Linked DNA regions of Sus scrofa: region 2 is linked to region 1. A link is a contact called in public Hi-C data. All regions are on one chromosome and are shown on one strand. The core of a region is the stretch at or near the end of the contact, and the rest is flanking DNA. Distances in the headings are between cores, read along the strand shown.

Region 1 (5,629 bases), core at 1,172-3,671:
CAAAAGCTTACAATATAATTTTACTTTCATAAATATAAGGATTAACCAAAATAAAGAATCCCTTTAAAACTTGATTGTTAGTTCCCATTGTGGCTCAGGTTAAGGACTCGATGTTACCTTTGTGAGGATGCAGGTTTGATCCCTGTCCTCGCTCAGTGGGTTAAGGATAGGTATTGCCGTAAGCTGCATCATAGGTAGCAGATGGAGCTCAGTCTGGTGTTGCCATAGCTGTGGCGTAGGCCCTGGCTGCAGCTGTGATTTGACCACTAGCCAGTGAACTTCCATATGCTGCAGATGTGGCTGTGGAAAAAATAAAATAAAATAAAATCCAAAAAAAACTTGACTTTTTTTTCCAGATGAGTTTAAGCAAGTCTTGGGTTGAATTTTAAGCTGAAGTAATTTCATCAAGTTAAATGTGTTTCTTCTAAGAAAAAAAAAAAAAAGTTACATTATACATGTTTAACGACTTTAAAAATATCTCTAGTGCCTTCCACTGGGCATGCAAAAAAAATTTATAGTGAGAAATAATACATGTGCTTGTTTCCTTTAGTTATAAATTGGATGTGTTGATTCCAGCAAATAGAATAAATGGATTAAGACTCAATGTTTGAAACTACTTAAAAGAGACACATGCACCCGCATGTTCATTGCAGCACTATTGACAATAGCCAGGACATGGAAACATCCCAAATGTCCATCAACAGATGATTGGATTAGGAAGATATGGTGTATATATATACAATGGAATACTACTCAGCCATAAAAAAGAATGACATAATGCCATTTGCAGCAACATGGATGGAACTGGAGACTCTCATACTGAGTGAAATAAGTCAGAAAGACAAAGACAAATACTATATGATATCACTTATAACTGGAATCCAATATACAACACAAATGAACATCTCCACAGAAAAGAAAATCATGGACTTGGAGAATAGACCTGTGGCTGCCCTACTGGGAGAGGGAGGAAGTGGGAGGGATTGGGAGCTTGGGGTTATCAGATACAATTTAGAATAGATTTACAAGGAGATCCTGCTGAGTAGCATTGAGAAGTATGTCTAGATACTCATATTGCAACAGAACAAAGGGTGGGGGAAAAATGTATACATGTAAGAGTAACTTGATCCCTATGCTGTGGGGGGGAGATTAAAAAAAAAAAAGTAATCATTGTTTGCCCAATTATTGCAATGAGAGAAACAACAGGGGGCAATTACAGATTGACACTGTGTAGAATGCAGCTTGTTACACAGCCTCTGCTAAAAACCTGTGGGCAGTATTTAGTTAAGTGCATGAGTTACATCTGAAAATCAAATATAAACTTCAGGTAGAAACACTGAGGTTTTCTAGGGCTTGTATTCTACAAACGAATTAACATTTCAAATTTATACTTAGTTTGAAGTTACCCTCCTGAAACAAGGTTTTTTTTTTTTTTTTTTTTTTTTTGGTCTTTTTTAGGGCTGTACCCGCAGCTTATGGAAGTTCCCAGGCTAGGGGTTGAATTTGAGCTGCAGCTGGTGGCCAACACCACAGCCATAGTAATGCCAGATCAGAGCCGAATCTGCTGACCTACACCACAGCTCTTGGCAGTGCCAGATCATTTAACCTGTTGAGCAAGGTGCCAGGGGTAGAACCCATGTCCTCAGGATATTAGTCGGTTACCCCCTGAGCCACCATGGGAAGTCATGAAACAAGCTATGTTTTGATATTTAAGTTCATCTTCGTGCCTGAATACTTGTTGCTGCATTTTGCTAAAATTGATATCAGATCCCTTCAAGATTTTAAAAAACAAAATTTGTATAAAACCTTTATGGTTAATATATTCTGTGTTATTTTGTTGCTGTACTTTGGTGATGTTTCAAATAGCAGACTATCTATTTGAAGATTGTATCTAAAGTGAAATTTTATTTTAGAATTAATATAGTGAATTCTTTGTAATTCAGGATGGAAGAATGGAATGTTCTTTGGTAATTGGGTATTTTACTTAACTGATTTTATATCATTCTACTTTTGGATCATCTGATTTCCTTCAGACGACATTTTGGCTATCAGTTGTCATTGTACAGGCAGTAGAAATTTCTGGTCATTTGAATGTCAATAAACTTCAACCCTAATTTTCTAAAAGATAATGTAGTTTCATTCTCTGTTCATTAAAGTATATTTATTGATATTAAATATCGATTGATGGGTTGAAGTATAGTATCATTATATTTTAAAATCAGTAAGGGGAGTTCCCATTGTGACGCAGCAGAAATGAATCCTGCTGGTATCTATGAGGATATGGGTTTGATCCCTGGCCTCTTCAGCCTCGATCAGTGGGTTAAGGATCCTGCATTGCTGTGAGCTGTGGTGTAGATTGCAGTCAAGGCTTGGGATTCCGTGTTGCTGAGACTGTGGTGTAAGCTGTAGCTGTAGCTCTGATTCTACCCCTAGTCTGGGAACTTCCTTATGCCACAGGTGTGGCCCTTAAAAAAGAGGCAAAAAAATAAAATCAGTAAGGTGTGTTGGATATAGTAGAGTAGGAATAAAGAGGCCTTTATTGTCCTCCACCAGACTTAGGATTTTTGGCCTTTTTTTGTGTGTGTGTGCTGAATTTTCCCTATTAGTTTAGTGGGACTGATGCCTACCTTGCCTACCTATGAGTTTTTCTCAGATCAACTGAGAAATTGCAGACAAATGCACTTTGCAATTTTAAGTGTTCTATAAGTATAAAATAGTTTTATTATCTTGAATATTTGTTCCAAGAGTTTTCTTCACTAATTATTTTGAGCCGTTGATTCCCAAATCTGGTGGGGATTTCTTTAAAGTATGATTGGGGTCCCACTTACTAGATGAGAATTCTGGACTTGGAACCTACAAATCTGGGGTTTTGTTTTGTTAGATTTTAGTTTGAGCTAATCTCACACTTGCAAAAATAGGTAAGAGTTCTCTTAGGCTTGTTACCCAGTTTCCTCAAATGTTAGCATCTTATGTAACCCGGGCACAATGATCAAATCCAGGAAGTAAACACTTAACGTAATCCTAGCTTATTTACAGACCTCATGCAAATTGTGTCAATTGTTCCATTTTTTTGGCCAGGATCCTGTTCAGGATCCCACATTTCATTTTGTTATCATGTTTATTTACATGCCTCCACATTGAAATAATTCATCAGTCTTTGTCTTTAATGACATTTTCAATTTCGAAGCATATTGGCTAATTATTTTGTAGAATGACTCTCAATTCGGTTTGTCTTATTTTTCTCATCAGGAATTTGTATTTTTTACAAATAAGTTCCTTATGAAGCCTGCCTCACACATTTAGGAATTACTGATCAATACCAACTAAATGTTTGTTCCCCCTTGTAGTATCACTTTTATACCATTTTAGAACTTATAATACACTGATATGACTTCATTATTTCTATAAATTAGCACTCCGTGTAAGTAACCATAGTGTGTGTGTGTGTATTTTAACTCATAATTATGTCAGTTAAGAATGGCTTAAAGTTTTAGAATCTACTTTTTTCCTACCATGGAAATGTACCCCCCCCCCTTTTTTAACAGAATGGGCATGTGTAAACATTTTGTAAACATATTTGAAATATCTCTTACAAAGTTAGAATTTGAAAAATATTTTTGCATGAGTTACAAATAGTTAATGAGTTTATGAAATAGGTTGCTATTCCAGGCCTATAGAAAATATTGGAAGGATGGAATTCCTGTTGTGGCTCAGCAGTTAACGAACCCAGCTAGTATCCATGAGGACATGGGTTCATTTGCTGGCCTCGCTCAGTGGGTTAAGGATCCAGTGTTGCCGTGAGCTGTGGTGTGAGTCACAGACATGGCTCAGATCCCATGTTGCTGTTGCTGTGACAGTGGCATAGGCTGGCAGCTACAGCTCTGATTTGACATCTGCCTAGCCTGGGAATCTCCATGTGTTGTGGGTGTGGCCCCAAAAAGACAAAAAAAAAGAAAAGAAAAAGAAAATATTGGAAGAAAATATAGAATATATGAAAAATAAAATTTGAGAGATTTTCTTTGTTTTTAGTACATTTTTTCAAATAATAAAATAAAGGTTTATCTAAGGTTATCTAACCTACGCCCCCTCCACCAAAAGGTGTGGTGTTTAATATTAATTTGGTAGCACTTAGTAATATTTAGGCAATATTTATTTATAAAAATAATGTTAAGGCATCTTAGTACACTGTACTTAGTGAGTTTTCATTTCATTATTTTATACCACAAGAAAGGAAAAATAGAATCTCTTCATAGGCATTCATAAATACAAAAAAATGTAAATATCCTTGCTTCTGATTTCATTGAAATTTTTATTCAGTGGGATTTGAGTCTTTAAGCAGCCACATAGATACCATATCAGAATATGTATTTCACATGCAGAATTTACTTAGCCTACCAAACACTGAGAAAACACCTTTTAAAACAGTATGTGGAAGGGTATTAACAGGCCTTGATCTCCATTTTCATAGGAAGTTGTTTTAAATAACTACTTTCCTTTCACCAGTGTTGTCCTCATCTACAAACTAGTCTAAAATATGTGTATAGGTTTGGCTATGGATAGCAAGGGGGCGGTGTGTGAAAACTGTTTCTGCCAATCTGGTTTACTTGAGGTTATCCCTTACCTTGCCTTAGATGGTATTAAATAACCATAAGTAGCATAGTGGCTGCCTGTAGGAGGAGGTTGTTACCTGAAGAGAAAGCATGGCAGGAGACTTCTGGGAAACTGATGATGTCTTATTTCTTGATCTAGAAGCTGTTACTTGTTTATGTTCAGTTTGAGAAAATTCACTGAGCTACACTCTTGAGGTGTGCACTTTTCTGAATCTACATTATTCTTTGATGTTAGTATTCTTAGTTTTAGGGAAAGTGAAGGATTGCCTTTGGGGGCATTTTGAGGTTTTAATGTCTATATGATATCCGTATGGATGTGTCTATATTGGTTATGTGAATCCGAAGTTTGAGTAAAGGTCAAGACTAGAGATAAGAGATTTGAGAATCTTCAGTTTCTAAATGGTAAGTTAAGAATAGATTAAATTAGGAGTTCCCTTGTGGCACAGTGGTTCAGGATAGGTGTTGTCACTGCAGCAGCCCAGGTTGCTGCTGTGGTATGGGTTCCATTCCTGGCCTGTGAACTTCCACATGCTATGGGCATGGTCAGGAACAAAAAGAGTAGATAAAATTAAATTCCCAGGAATAGTATATAGAGAGGGGAGAAAGCTGAAGACAGAACTTTGAGAAATACCAAGGTTTTAAGGGACGGGTGGAAAAGACTGAATTCTTCTGAAAAGCAACATACTAAGAGAAGAAGCGCTGAGGAAGTTTAGTAGAACCAGAAGAATGTGTCATGAATTCAAGAGTACAGATAAGGAAAAAGTGATTAGTTATGTGTTGGTAGATAAAAACTGTAATTACATTTCCATTGGATTCAGCATTACAAAGGTCATTTATGGCCTTAGACATTAGGAATTCACACTTTAGAGTGAGATGTGTTTAATTTCTATCTCAATTCTTACTATTGGTGTGACTTTATTTTTTTAGGGCTGCACCTGCGACATATGGAGGTTCCCAGAATAGGGGTGGAATCGGAACTGTAGCTGTCGGCACAACACAGGATCCCAGCCGAGTTTGCA
Region 2 (5,629 bases), core at 1,305-3,804, 150 kb before region 1:
CATTCTGGAAGTGACTCAGACACTTTAAAGTGACAGACTAGAACATGTACCCTTGTCTGACCGATTCACCTTCACCAGGGCACCAGCTGGCCCTGAAGAGGCTGAGGTGTTCCCTGGTCCCTGTCCTTCACACACACCCACCCCTTGCCCCTCCTGGCATTGCTCACAGGTACAGTGGGCAATGTACCTCTCCCTCCTCCTCTGCTCTGAGCACCTGACACCAGCACAGAGAGGACAAAGATTAAGCAGGTAGATGCAGATGGGGGTAGAGGGGTTGGCACAGGCCTCTGTCACAAAGTGTCTCTAATATTTCCACTGGTGAACTTACCCCCAGATATCTCCGCAGAGATAAACTGCCTTAAAAGAAGAAACTGCTTTTGCAAAATTGTCTCCAACACCAGGGCATTCTCTGCCTTTGGCGCCATATAAATTGATTTTTTTTTTAATCTTTTTGTCTCTTGAGGGCTGCACCACAGCATATGGAGGTTCCCAGGCTAGGGGTCTAATCAGAGCTGTAGCCACTGGCCTGCACCAGAGTCACAGCAATGCCAGATCCTTAACCCACTGAGCAAGACCAGGGATCGAACCCATGACTTCATGGTTCTTGGATTCGTTTCCACTGCACCATTATGGGAACTCCAAAATTGGTGGGTTTTTTTGGTCTTTTTTTTTTTTAGGGCCACACCTGCGGCATATGGAGGTTCCCAGGCTAGGGGTCTAATCGGAGCTGTAGCCACCGGCCTACACCACAGCCACAGCAACTCGGGATCCGAGCCACATCTGCGACCTACACCACAGCTCACAGCAACGCTGGATCCTTAACCCACTCACTGATCGAGGCCAGGGACCGAACCTGCAACATGTTTCCTGGTAAGAGTCGCTTCTGCTGCACCACGATGGGAACTCCCAAAATTGATATATTTTTGAAAAACAAGTCCACAGCACAATATTGTAAGTCAGCTATACCTCAATAAAACTCTAAAAAATGAAAGAAAAAAACATCATGAGAATTCCCATCATGGCTCAGTGGTTAACGAATCTGACTAAGAACCATGAGGTCGTGGGTTCGATCCTTGGCCTTGCTCAGTGGGTTAAGAATCTGGTGTTGCTGTGAGCTGTGGTGCAAGTTGCAGACACAGCTTGGATCTGGCATTGCTGTGGCTGTGGTGTAGGCCAGCAGCTGTAGCTCCGCTTAGACCCCTAGGCTGGGAACCTCCATGTGCTGGGGGTGCGGCCCTAGAAGACAAAAAAGAAAAAAAAATCATGTACTTAAGAACTCAATCACATAGCTTTGCATTTTTGTGTGTTAAAAGTGTTGATATGGAATGTATAAGCGAGGAGATCCTGCTGTATAGCACTGGGAACTATATCTAATCACTTGTGATGGAGCAGGATGGAGGATAATGTGAGAAAAAGAATGTGTGTATATATATGCATGTGTGTGTGTGTGTGTATGTGTGTGTGTGTGTGTGTGAGAGAGAGAGAGAGAGAGAGAGACTGGATCACTGTGCTGTACAGTAGAAAACTGACAGGACACTGTAAACCATCTATAATGGAAAAAATAAAAATCACTAAAAAATTAATAAAAAATAAGTGTTAATAAGTGTTACATAAATGTGAATTCAACAAAGGCAGAGATTCTGAGGTGCTTAAGTCTGCGTCATAACCCTTGTGCATAGGAAAGCGGCACATAGTAGGTGCTCAGTTAACATTTATTGAAGGAAGAAATAAATGAAATGTACACATTTAAAATAATCCACCATCTTCCTGACCTTGAGAACCAATTAATAGGTGCTCAGTCAAGGGCAGTGCTCCTCCAACCCTGGAGACAATTGGAAATATGAAATGTTGGTTTTAGTTGTCTCGGTGACTAAAGGGTGGCTATTCTAGGGGTCTTAAATGCCCTGCAGTGCCAGGATGGCCCCAACCAAAAAAAATGTCAATGGCATCCGGTTCAGAAACATAAACATCAACTTGCCAATTCCTAAGGGACCTGTGTCTCCAGACTCTACAGAATGTGACACAGACTGGGCGATTAATGAAGTTCAGCCAAAGAGACTGGAGGGAACCGGGAAGGAAGGCAACGGCTGGGGCGGGGACGGGGGGTGGCGGCAGTGGAGGGGGGTTAGGCAGGGCCAAAAGAGGGTTACTAGTAGAGAAGTAGAGAAAAGGCCTCCCGGCCTTGAGAGAAACCCAGGTCCCTTGCATCTTCTGATGTTCCCAGCATATTTAAAGGGCAGGCTATGCCAAATTGAAAAGCTTCTGGATGAAAGGCTAAGATCCCCGAGTCGGGCCAGGAAAATCCCAGGATGGCTCTCAGGCCAGCAGCCAGGGTCTGGCTGCCCCTCCGAGCTCCCAACAGAAAGTTCAGCAAGTTCAGGTCCTAGCGCCCTTCAGGGAGTGAAGGCCGTCCCACCCAGCCGGGATGTGTGCCCGGGGTGCGCAGCTTGTTGGAAAACCGCCCACGTGGGAAGCCCGGGCTGCATTTCCGCCTGAATCCGCCTGCGCTCCCACCTCCCAACCGATTCCCTGCGCGGCCGCCCCTCGCCCACTAGGTGGCGCCTGAGCTCTTGGTGGGCGCCTCTCCGGCGCAGACGAGAGCGACCGCCGAGCCCGGCGACAGATCGAACCCGAGTCCCAGGATTCCGGGAACTGGAGGGCAGCGCCGGCAGCCAAGGTAAGATTCCTGAGCCCCGGGCGTCTCCTGCGAACCTCTGTGGTTGGGGTGGGCAGCGTGGCGGCCGCCGAGCCCCGCTGGCCGTCTCCGCAGATGACCAGACTCGTCGCCGCGGCCGCACGTGTGGGTGCCTGCGGGAACCCGGAGACCCGGCATCTCCAAGCCAGGCCTAGAGGCAGAGCAGGACCCCGGGTCTCTCGCACACACACATCCTCCACTAGCCGGTGCCTCTGGAAAGCCTGCTCAGATTCCCGAACAGCCAGTCCTAGGAGGAAAAAAAAAAAAAAAAAGAGTTTCTGTTACCCAAAGCGACTGCAGCGTTGGAGCTGAGTGCACATTAGATCCAAAACACCATTTCTCAAACTTGCCTGCACGTTGGAGTCGCTTGGGAAGCACTGAAAAATACTGATGCCCCGTTTCCCTCTCACCCCACCCTCCTCCGAGACTCAGATGTAAGTGGTCTGAGTTGGGGCCTGGGCATCTGGAAATTTAAAGCTTCCCAGGAGATTCCAACTAGCCATCAAGTCTAAGGACCCTTGATCTAAAAAGATTGTAGAAAATAAAGCGGCCGACAGTTGTTGCAGCGAAGAATGCTGCTGCTGCTTCTCCTCCTCCTTCTTCAGCATGCCTTTGACAGGAAACATCTCCTTTGAGCTGTCAAACCCAAGATAACAAACCAACATCCTCCCTCCCCACAGGGCTGGTTCTAAAGAGGTTGAACTTGAAAGTGGACAGGGAACAGAAAGACACAGATGTAGAATATGAAAGAAGACTCTTGCGGGGGGGGGGTTCTCCTTATCCTGATCCCACAGGAAGTTCAGGGGGCCTCCTGGAGCTGCCATTATAATTTTAGTAAATGCTGCGCATACAGCAAAGCGGTTGTGAGCATGGGCTTGGAGTCCCCAGAGCCAGCCCTTCCTGGGCTGGATGACCCTTGAAAAACTCATGGATCCACTCCTCGCCTGAGTTTCTTCATCTGCAAAATGGGAGTGGAGCAGAAAGGTCTGAGAGTTGCTGTGGGAATGATTGACCGCCAGGGTCTGCTTGTGCCGGCCACTGTGCTAAATACTTTCTCTGCATTGCCACACTGACTCCTCACCATAGCTGAGGAGCCGGTGCTCAGAGAGGCCAAGAGACTTGCTCAGGGTTAAATAATAAGAGGCAGACCCTGTGTTTGAACCCAGGCAGTCTGATTCCAGAGCCCCTGGCAAAAGTAAAATAATCTGGGCGTTCCCTTTATGGCTCAGCCGAAACAAATCTGACTAGCATCCATGAGGACACAGGTTCAATCCCTGGCCTCGCTCAGTGGATTAAGAATCTGGCATTGCTGTGAGCTGTGGTGTAGGTCACAGATGTGGCTCAGATCCCAAGCTGCTATAGCTGTGGTGTAGGCCGGCAGCTGTAGCTCCGATTCAACCCCTAGCCTGGGAACCTCCATATGCCACGGGTGCAGCCCTAAAAAGACAAAAAAGACCAAAAAAAAGTGCAATAATCTGCTGTTTCCCTTATTGATGGAGAGAACATAGAAAAAGCACTTCACACAGGGCAGCTTATAGTGTCTCCTCCGTAAACACTAGCTGTCATTTCTGCCAAAGCACTTTCGCTGAACTGACTCATGCGTTCATAAACGGTACTGATTACTGAGGGCCTACTATGTACCAGGCAATTTTCCAGATGCTAGAGATAAAGTGGTAAGAGGTGAACCAGCCCCCAGTGTACTTACACACTAGCAAATGAGAGAAATGAGAAGAAAGTACAGTAGGTTCTTATTATTTGCAGATTGTGTATTTACCAATTCTCCCACTCACTCAAATTTATTTGTAACCCCCAAATCAGTATCTGTAGCACTTTTCATGGTCATACATGGATGTGAACAGTGTGGCCAAAAATTTCAGTTGCCAACACACATGTTCCCAGCTGAGATCAAAACAAGATGTCACTCTGCCTTCTTGTTTCAGCTCCGAGAACTATAAACAAGCGTCCTTTTTGTGGTCTGTTTAGTGCCATGGTTTTTTGTTTTGTTTCGTTTTGCATTTTTGTGCTTCGTGTTGGTGATTTTGCTGTTTAAAAATCACCCCCGAATATAGTGTCTAGCACCCTTAAGCACATGAAGGCTGCCATGTGCCTTATAGAGAAAATGCATGTTAGATACGCTTTGTTCAGGCATGGGTTGTAGTGGTACTGGCTGTGAATTCATTGTGAACGAATCAATGGCATATATTTATTTTACAAAAGTTTTTTAATTATAGTTGATTTACTCAACAGTACATATTTAAATAAGGGGTCTTGAAACAGAAACACACATAAAACAAGGTTACATATCAATCTGTTGATGAAAATGGGACCAGAGGCTTACAGAAACCTAACCTTAGGTTTTTCCCTTAGGAGCAAAGGTTCCGTATTTGCTAATTCCGTGTTCATGGCAACTTTATAGAACATAACCACTACGAAGATGAGAATTAACTATAATTGGGAGTTCCTGTTGTGGCGAAGCAGAAAAGAATCTGACTACCATGGGGCTGTGGGTTCGATCCCTGGCCTTGCTCGGTGGGTTGGAGATCCAGCTTTGCCATGGGCTGTGGTGTATAGGTCACAGATGCAGCTCGGATCCCACATTGTTGTGGCTGTGGTGTAGGCTGGCAGCTTCAGCTCCGACTTGACCCCCACCCTGGAAGCCTCCATGTGCTGCTGGTGTGGCCCTGAAAAGCAAAAAATGATAATAATAAAAAATATTTTTAATTGACTATAATTAGACATTGCTACACGTGGGATGAGAAAATCAAGCATAAAGATGGAGCAGCATCCAGAAGGGGCCTGTCTTGGATTGGGGGTCAGAAAGGCTGAGAAGCAGCCAAGCCAAGGGGCAGTGGAGAGGGGGGATGAGAAAAAAGGTGTTTCAGGCAAAAAAAAAAAGGCAGCATGTGCAAAGGCCCAGAGGTAGCCAAGAGCTTG

What was found. Hi-C and Micro-C count contacts between places; a contact is called where the count stands out from the background.
Region 2: a contact with region 1 is called in a Hi-C map of mesenteric adipose tissue, with 2.1 times the contacts expected there. The contact joins the promoter of CHD9 here to the enhancer-like site in region 1. A contact is called at or near these places in 1 of 5 promoter capture datasets (liver), 13 of 47 Hi-C or Micro-C datasets (adipocytes, brain, embryonic fibroblasts and 9 more) and 2 of 2 datasets of contacts at active chromatin or transcription factors (alveolar macrophages and skeletal muscle).

The regions. Positions count from the first base shown.
Region 1 is chr6:31,920,928-31,926,556 of Sscrofa11.1, reverse strand. All of the region lies in intron 3 of CHD9 (chromodomain-helicase-DNA-binding protein 9), which reads left to right. Among named protein-coding and RNA genes, the nearest start is that of RBL2, 120 kb to the right of the region's middle. Within about 2 kb of position 2,421, at least 2 of the 83 cell types and tissues checked have an H3K27ac peak or open chromatin away from gene starts, as enhancers often do. A contact at or near this core is called in alveolar macrophages and mesenteric adipose tissue, where this site is marked.
Region 2 is chr6:32,068,900-32,074,528 of Sscrofa11.1, reverse strand. CHD9 (chromodomain-helicase-DNA-binding protein 9) reads left to right here and starts at 2,554. Exons shown (of 40, transcript XM_021094174.1): 1 at 2,554-2,677.